Linked DNA regions of Callithrix jacchus: region 1 is linked to region 2. The links are chromatin contacts, called in public Hi-C maps. All regions are on one chromosome and are shown on one strand. The core of a region is the stretch at or near the end of the contact, and the rest is flanking DNA. Distances in the headings are between cores, read along the strand shown.

What was found. A called contact is a pair of places that touch in the nucleus more often than the background predicts.
Region 1: a Hi-C map of skeletal muscle shows a contact between it and region 2, with 5 times the contacts expected there. The contact joins two enhancer-like sites. A contact is called at or near these places in 2 of 3 Hi-C or Micro-C datasets (both in skeletal muscle).

The regions. Positions count from the first base shown.
Region 1 is chr4:158,784,316-158,788,929 of calJac240_pri, forward strand. It overlaps ESR1 (estrogen receptor 1), which reads left to right. Exons shown (of 9, transcript XM_054254535.2): 5 at 3,255-3,590. Among named protein-coding and RNA genes, the nearest start is that of ESR1, 250 kb to the left of the region's middle. Within about 2 kb of position 2,001, at least 1 of the 16 cell types and tissues checked has an H3K27ac peak or open chromatin away from gene starts, as enhancers often do. A contact at or near this core is called in skeletal muscle, where this site is marked.
Region 2 is chr4:158,660,686-158,665,143 of calJac240_pri, forward strand. ESR1 (estrogen receptor 1) reads left to right here. Exons shown (of 9, transcript XM_054254535.2): 2 at 252-773. The coding sequence starts at 322. Among named protein-coding and RNA genes, the nearest start is that of ESR1, 120 kb to the left of the region's middle. Within about 2 kb of position 1,971, at least 1 of the 16 cell types and tissues checked has an H3K27ac peak or open chromatin away from gene starts, as enhancers often do. A contact at or near this core is called in skeletal muscle, where this site is marked.

The DNA of each region.
Region 1 (4,614 bases), core at 751-3,250, 120 kb after region 2:
TAATTTATAAAGAAAAGTAGGTTTAATGAGCTCACAGTTCCTCATGGCTGGGGAGGCCTCACAATCCTGGCAGAAGGTGAAGGAGAAGCAAAGGCACGTCTTACATGGTGGCAGGCAGGAGAACAGGTGCAAGGGAACTGCCCTTTATGAAATCATCAGATCTCATGAGATATATTCACTATCATGAGAACAGCACAGGAAAAACCTGCCTCCATGATTCAATTACCTCCCACTGGGTCCCTCCCACAACATGTCACAATTATGCTGCATCTTTCCTGTAAGACTTGAGCACATTCTTAATTTCTTTCTAAACATGTAGAGTAGAGGTATAAATAGTATTTGGGTAAATCACTGATTAATACTGAAGAACCAGGCATTTTCTTACCACAGTCCCCATTTAAAGTAGGTAACTTCAAGATGAGGTTCAGATGGGGACACAGCCAAACCATATCAGTATATTAAAGAAAATATTTGTCAGTGCTAAGTGAATCTACTTTCACCTACTTGATGATTTGATGATTTTATAAATAGTCAACTCTTTCCTCACCTTTTCAGTTGTATTTTGTTGTTCCAAAGCCCAAACCTGTGTGTCTTGTGTTGAACAACTTGAGTCATACAGTTGTGAGATGTAAATGGGTGTGGTGGTTCAACTTACTTCTTTACATGGTACTACAACTAAGCCATCTAAGTAGCCTACTCCTAAATTCCTCCAAGAAGGGACATATCACGATCTGATTTAAATGTAACATCCTTTCTTAGAGAAGTTTTCTTTGTCTCCTTCCCCAGTCACTTCCTCCCATCCATTGTGCTTTCAGCAGTTCATTGGTTCATTAATTCAATCAATAAATACTGAATAACTTTTGATCAATGTCTTTCTCTCCGCAAGCTGGAAACTTGATTGATAGAGGGTAACATGATCTGTATTTGCTTACCACTGCACCTTCCATGAATATACATTGTAAGTATTGAATGGAGTTTTACTAAATGAACAAATACTTTGATATAATATTTTGGTAACCACCAATATCAATTTATGAGTTGATTCTAAAATTCTTCTGTTGGAAATCAGCTTATCTTTAGTATGACTGTGAAAGCCTTTTAAAGTGGGTGGTAATACTACATTTTGTTTTGTTTCATTAACCTTGTGGTTTTCTTTATCTTTGAAATCTTTTTAAAGGAAGATAAATTACATTTATGGAAGGAGCTTTTTTAAAAAATACTTTATTTTTAAAAGGTAAAATGCTGTGTATAGTTATAATTTGGTGACTCTGATTTCACCTTAGGAAAAACAATATCACCTTCTAATCATTTCTTTTTTAATCAAATCAGTTGCTTTTATTTCTTTATGTAGATTTGCTATTAAAAGATTGTAATCACTGCTGCATCTTTCCTGTAAGACTTGAGCACATTCTTAATTTCTTTCTAAAATTGTGGAGTAGAGTTATAAATAGTATTTGGGTGATACACTGACTAATACCAAAGAACCAGGCATTTTCTTACCCTAGTCCTCACCCAAAGTTGGTAAATACAAGTTAGAACTCATCTTCTCAAAACTGATCTCAGAATTTCCTGAGAAATCTGAATCTAAAATAATTCTTTGCTTTTGATATATTTTCCCTGATTTCTACCATAAGGCTCCTGCTCTTACTTTTTTTTTTTTAATGTTTCAAATAGAAGATGGTAAAGTCATACAGTACAATCTCAGCATTGGAGTGTCTACTGGAGGTCAACTAGTGCAAACACTTTCTGGGTAATGGAATCCCTTTGGGAACATCCCTTGAAAGTCCTCATCTAACCTATTCTTGGAAACACCCAGCGATCCACCTCATCATTTCCTATGATGGCAGTTTCTATCTTTGTTGTTGGCTCTGAGTGTTACAAACGGCTTCTTTGCATTGAGCTGTAACTAAAACGTTTCCACATCCTGCTTCTATTTTAGCCTGGTAAAGAACAAGTTGAACCCGTCTTATGCAGAACAACCCATCTAAGGGCAGTGCTCTTGCTTCCTCCGTGTTTTCTTTTCCCTAGGCTAACCATTCTTTGTTCCTCACTAGCTCACTCTATGACCTGATTTCATGTCTCCTTATGCTTCTAGTTACTGTAACTTGAGTAGACTGATTTTTCTTATATTTTCAGATCCAGCCAATGAGTGTGATACATCAGGTGTGCGCCTATGACTTGAGATTACAGTGGAAATATCATCTCCCTTAATTCAGATATTATAACTTCATTGGCAAATCTGACAATGAAAGTTGAAATGCCTGACCAGGGACAATGGCTGGTCAGACACCACTGTTCTCATCTTTTACTTTTAGGTGTCATTCAGTTTGTTAAGTTAGTACCTAGACAATATCCTGAAACTTGTTAATGCAAACTTCTTTTCAGAGCCAGAATCTGGAATCATACTTAATAGAGAATGATCTTGTACAAGTTGGTTAATTTCACTAATGGTTTCTCAAATTTAACAAGATTATTGTAAGAACTAAATTAGTTCTAAACTGCTTCCAAGTATGTAAATGCTTAAAATATGTAGTAAGTGCTGAATGCATATTAGTAATAACAATCTTTATTATAATTTTTACTATTACATGAGAAAGGTTTATTTTAACACTGAGCAAATGGGAAGAGTTCATGGTGTCTCTACGTTTTTAAAGTGTCATTTAATATATTATATATAAAAACACATATATAACATATATATATATATATATTTCAGTCACATGTTTGTTCAAATATACCTTATGAGCAAGTCATTCTTATTTATTCTTGCCCATCTCCTTGGACTACATGCTTTTAAAAACTGTCTTTTAATTTACTATTAAGACAATATTACTAGCAGAAGTAGGCTTTGATGCTAAATCATATTTTAAGAATAACTAATTAGAATTCTGTTCTTGTTATAACACCTGTTACACACACACAACCCTACCTGGTGTGTCAGAGTCAGTTTGTTTGGGCTCATGAGCACCCACTGTTCAATTTTCAGGAGTTTTATAAGCCACTTGATATCAGACAAGTGGCCTGAAATTTGCGATGGTGGCAGCATTTACACCATGAACACTGGCCACTGCTACAAATCAAAGTCTTTTTCTTTTTCTCTTGGAGACACACTTGTGAAACACTTACCAGCTCACCTTGCTTGAGAGTATTTCTTCACATAAAATGAAAGACGGTTAGCTTTGAAGATTGTTTTGTATAAAAGTTTACATGGGAAAAAAATAAATTAATTGGTTGTTTTCCCCCTGTGTTTTCAGGGATACGAAAAGACCGAAGAGGAGGGAGAATGTTGAAACACAAGCGCCAGAGAGATGATGGGGAGGGCAGGAATGAAGTGGGGTCCACTGGAGACCTGAGAGCTGCCAACCTTTGGCCAAGTCCGCTCATGATCAAACACTCTAAGAAGAACAGCCCAGCCTTGTCCCTGACAGCTGACCAGATGGTCAGTGCCTTGTTGGATGCTGAGCCCCCCATAATCTATTCCGAGTACGACCCTACCAGACCCTTCAGTGAGGCTTCGATGATGGGCTTACTGACCAACCTGGCAGACAGGGAGCTGGTTCACATGATCAACTGGGCAAAGAGGGTACCAGGTAAGAATGTGAAACTCAGCTTTTAAGAGTCAATAGCTTTTCAAGAACTGGTTGTGATGTCCTGGGAGAAATAGTAGGAGAAAAAGAAGCAAGCAATAACTTGTTATGTAACTCGTTTCAAGGTTATAGGAGATGTGTTCATTTTCAGTATCAACACACTGTAATTTTCCTGGATGTTAGAAAAGAATATTTTGAAATCAAAATCTAAGAGACTAAAATTTTTAAATTGACATAATTTATTTTTAACCATCTATTCACCAAAAAGATTTAGGGTGGACACTACATGATAAAACTATTTAATAGTATATGTTCACAGTAGCAGAAACTTTTAACACTAAATGATCTACGAAAGTTTTTAATATTTAATGACCTTTGTTCAAAACATCTCAATTATTAATAAAACAATTTTATCTTGAAAAGATTTTTAAGATTGGGTGTGATGCCTCATGCCTGTACTCCTAGCACTTTTGGGGGCTGAGGTGGGAGATTGCTTGAGCCCAGGAGTTTGAGGCCAGCCAGGGTAACATTTTGAAACCCTGTCTCTACAAAAAAATTTTTTTAAATTAGCTGGGTGCAGTAGCACACACCTGTGGTCCCAGCTACTGGGGAGGCTGAGGCTAGAGGATGGCTTGAGCCCAGGAGGTCAAGGTTTCGGTGAGTCGTGTTTATATGGAGTGCCACTGCACTCTAGCTCAGGTGACAGCAAGACCATGTCTTAAAAAAAAGTTAAGAAAGATCTTTATGGATTAAAGAGATAATAATAAGGTTATTTACTGAATGCCAATTATTTATCCAACCTAGTTTATGCTTAGTATTTTAGGAAAAAGAGAAAGACAGTGGAAAAATAAATTAAGGTATCATCACTGAAAGAAACTTTTAGAGACACAGTGGCTGAAGTGACACCTTGCTCCTTTAGTTGACTCTCAGAAGTGGTATTGTGGTAAAATTAGACTGTTACTCTTGTTGCTCAGGGAGAAGAACTCAAGTGTGTGTGGAAACAAGACTAGGAAATGACTTTCTCCCT
Region 2 (4,458 bases), core at 721-3,220:
CAGTCCCTGGCCATCTTCCAGCACCTTTGTAATGCATATGAGCTCGGGAGACCAGTACTTAAAGTTGGAGGCCCGGGAGCGCGGGAGCTGGCGGAGGGCGTTGGTCCCGGGACTGCACTTGCTCCCATCGGGTCGCCAGACTCCACCGGACCCTCCGGCTCCCGGGGCAGGGCCGGGGCCCGAGCTCGAGTCGCGTCTCGGCAGGACATGCGCTGCGCCGCCTCTAACCGCGGGCTGTGCTCTTTTTCCAGGTGGCCCAACGGCTTCTGAGCCTTCAGCACTGCGGGGATCCGATCTGCGCCCTGCCGGCGGCCTCGGACCATGACCATGACCCTTCACACCAAAGCGTCCGGGATGGCCCTTCTGCACCAGATCCAGGGGAACGAGCTGGAGCCCCTGAATCGTCCGCAGCTCAAGATCCCCCTGGAGCGGCCCCTGGGCGAGGTGTACGTGGACAGCGGCAAGCCCGCCGTGTACAACTACCCCGAGGGCGCCGCCTACGAGTTCAACGCCGCGGCCGCCGCCAACGCGCAGGTCTATGGCCAGTCTGGCCTCCCTTATGGCCCCGGGTCCGAGGCGGCGGCGTTCGGCTCCAACGGCCTGGGGGGGTTCCCCACACTCAACAGCGTGTCTCCGAGCCCGCTGATGCTGCTGCACCCGCCGCCGCAGCTGTCGCCCTTCCTGCAGCCCCACGGCCAGCAGGTGCCCTACTACCTGGAGAACGAGCCCAGCGGCTACACGGTGCGCGAGGCCGGCCCGCCGGCGTTCTACAGGTACCCGCGCCCGCGCCGCCCGTCGTCGGGGTGGCCGCCGCGCCCGGCGGGAGGGAGGGAGCCGGGGGAGCCGGGGGAGCCGAGGGAGCCGCGGGACGCGCGACCCGAGGGCGCGCTCAGGGAACCCGGGGCGTGCAGCTCGCCCGGGGGTTCTGCGTGCAGCCCGCGATGCGTTCAGAGCCAAGTTCTCTCGCAGGGCAGCTGAAAAAAACGCGCTCTCCACCCATCTACAGTCGGTGCGAGAGGCAGACCTGAACGCCCGGGGCTTCCTAACTAAACACACGTTGGAAAACCAGACAAAGCAGCAGTTATTTGTGGGGGAAAACACCTCCAGGCAAATAAACATGAGGTGCCTTGAGTCACTTGGGAAGGTCCCGCGCTTGGCATTTAAAGCTGGGGTTGTTTGGAGTTAGCGGAGCTCAGCGGAGTTTTATTTAGCCTTTTAATGTTTTTGTTTAATGTGGCCCCCAAATTTCCTTTCATTTAGAGTCTTTGATTGGAAATTTGTCTGCTGTGATGACTTTCTGGGAAGCGATTCCCCTCCTCCCCACCCCACGTCCTGGGGTTTTAGAAAGCGATTGGGAGTTGAATGGGTCACAGCAAGTTTCTGATTTCAGAGTTAGCTGTCTGAGTCCGCGCTGGAGCCGGTGGCTGGCATGTGACTTCTGACAGCCGGAAATTTGTAGGTGTCCCGCGATTTTAAAATTAGCCGTATGGAAGCACGAATGCTTAAAAATAATCTCCCGGCAGCCCAGGGACGAGCCTGTCCCATCTGGGGAGAATACCCCGGAGTGTCCTACGGGGTCAGCGGGGTCTGCGCCTCGCAGCCACTGTGGAAGGAGCGCGGCCGGTCCAGGACATGGGAGAACACTTTGTGACTTCGATGTGAAGGTTTTGTATACTCCTTTTAATTTTTTTTTCCAACAAGAGTTGTTCTGTCTCCCTCTCCCATTCCTCCCATTTTCCCTTGTCCAGTTTCTCCTTTTTTTTTTTTTTTTTTTTTCCTGATGGGCCTGCAGAGGGATTAGGTGGGTGTTTCCGGTGAACACCTGCCTAGGTGGCCACAGGACAGGTGTACCCTGGACTGGGTTTGGGAGCTTCAGGGCACCACATGGCTGGTGCAGAATTAGGCATTTCCCAACTGTACACTGGTGTCTGGACTGGTGTCCCCACATCTTTCTGCTTTGTAAGCTGTGGACCATTTTTTGTTCAGTGTTCTATTTCCAGGGATCTTTATAGCAGAAGGATCTTAGAAGGGGACTAAGGTGCAGGTTGGTCCCAGAAGGTGCTGAAGGGCAGATTCTGGGGGTTTCCAGCGTGCATCTTCAGCCACTTTAGAGGAATTTAGAACATCCCACAGCCACACAGGTTCAAGCTGTCTTTACATAAAAGACAAACAATGAACAAAACTTTTAAAAGTTGGCGTATTTCAAATTAATTTTACTTCTTTTAATTTAGGATTAAAATAGAGAGAAAGGATTTCTTCTGCCCACCTTTTTTTTAAATGGAAGAATAAAATACAGCTATTAAGTCTAATTCCACACAACATTCTAAACTCCTTGATGTGAAGGAAGGCATTGGTATGATGTGAATTCCATAACCTTATGATGGAATCCAGAAACCATTTTTTCCTATTTAATTTTCAGTTCTTTTATTGCAAATTAATGCCACTGAATTTCAATGGGCACTAATGAGACTGCTCCTTGGTGGATTATTTACTGCCTTGCTAATAATTACGAAGTGAATCTGGTCAAATACAGAGGGGATCACATCTTTTTCAAAATTGTTCATCATCCCAGTGATAAGCAGTATCAGTGTAATATGCCCTATCTTACATTTTTTTTTGCATCAAATGATATTCAGATACTCTTAGAATAATAAAAAAGACAAGGAACTTAAAAGTTTAAAAAAAAACTTACAAAAATAGGACTCTGTGTGGAAATTCAGTTTTAGAAATTTTCAGTTTTTCCTGTGTTTTGTTTCCTGGAAAGTCTTTCCTCTGTTGTTAGAATTCTGCCTCTTATTAACCAGCAAGGAAAAGAAGGATCTATGCAATTCTTCATAAGGACAGATGTTATTTAGCATTTTTCCCCTCTTAGTTTTTCTGCTTAAGTAACTCTGAGTGTAAAGGAAAGGATCGGTTAGCCTCTTTTAGGGAACTTTACGTTTCTTAAGTAGTTATCAAAAGTTTTGAGACTGAAAGCAGTATTTTCAAACTGCTTGTCATGACCCAGAGGGTCATGAAACCAGTTTAGTGAGTCTAGGATATTCTTTTAAAAGGAATAAAACAGAAAGGAATATAATAGAAAATATCAGAATGTGTGGTATTTAGTAAGGATAAGTTTTGTTTCCTGAAAATCTGTTTTAATTATACATGCTTCTGTGTGCTGATTGTGATGTAAAATGTATTTCTTACTGTGGATTGAATTCAAAGAAAAAGAGAGCTAATGGCCTAAAATATTATATATTCAGTGGAAAATAAAAAATCAGGCAACTGTATAGTTGTTTTTATCTATACAAACCAAAATGCTATTTTGATTATTCTTATTTTTACCTTACAAATTAGGCTGGTGCCTTTAGTCAGTTCGGCTAAGCTTTACTATGTGATTCTTAGCTTTTTTATTTGTACTGTCCTCCTGAGTGTCATACTGGATGTTCAGAGAATTTACGTGCGGGTCACATCATTTAGCTTTGAGATGCTATGGTTACTTTCTTCCATTTCTTTCATAATCTGCAGCCATATCTGTGTGTGAAGAACTGTAATAGATAAAATTTCTCTGGGCACATAATAATATAAGAAAGATTGTCACATGTCCCAACAAACTATTGTTAATATAAATTTGTTACTTGGCAAGCTGAAATTTTGCAAGATGTTACCCCAAATTTCATGATGAAGGAAATGGGGAGTCATCTTATCCTGGGTTCCTTTTTTGAGTTCAGACAACTTAGGAACTTCAAATAAAACTAAAGATAATGCTTAACTATATTATCTATCCTTTTTAAAGTTCAAATTAGGAATTTAATGCTGCATGCTTATTTCAGTTTTGTTAATCAGTATTCTTAAACATTAGACTCACTTCTCCAAAAAACCTGGCAAATATATAAACCTTTTGTCTCAAAACCAATGCCCTGCTAATTTGTATCCTGTCCATCTGCATATTTTGGACAACTAATTTGTCCGCTGGTAATCATTTAAAACTCTTTCTTATCTTTGAACAGAGACCGATTTCCAAAGCGAGATTTAAGTGACTTTCAAGTTTCCAATACATTTTTTCTTTTACTTAGGTAACATTTCAGCCCCCTTTCTTTCTGATCTTACTTTTTTTTGTTAATTTAAATGGTTACTGATTACCTGGCACTTTGTGCTGGTCTAAGAATAGTACAAAGAATCACATATTCCCTCATGAATGAACGTATTTTCAGATGAAAACGGAATCACATCTTCAATCCCCATTTCATTTTCACCTCCTCCATGTGGCTTGTACCTATTTGGAAGAAAGCTCCTGAAGGATAATTGCCACTTATTCTAATCTTCTTTCTCACACTCATTTAATTTGGATCCCTGGCTATAGTTGTTATTTACTTTTGTGAATATATTTAGGCTATGACATTCATAATTTGGGAAAATTCTCAGGTTTGAGAATTTTGGTTTCTTATAGTTTTAAGGATCTGTAAGACAGGTGTA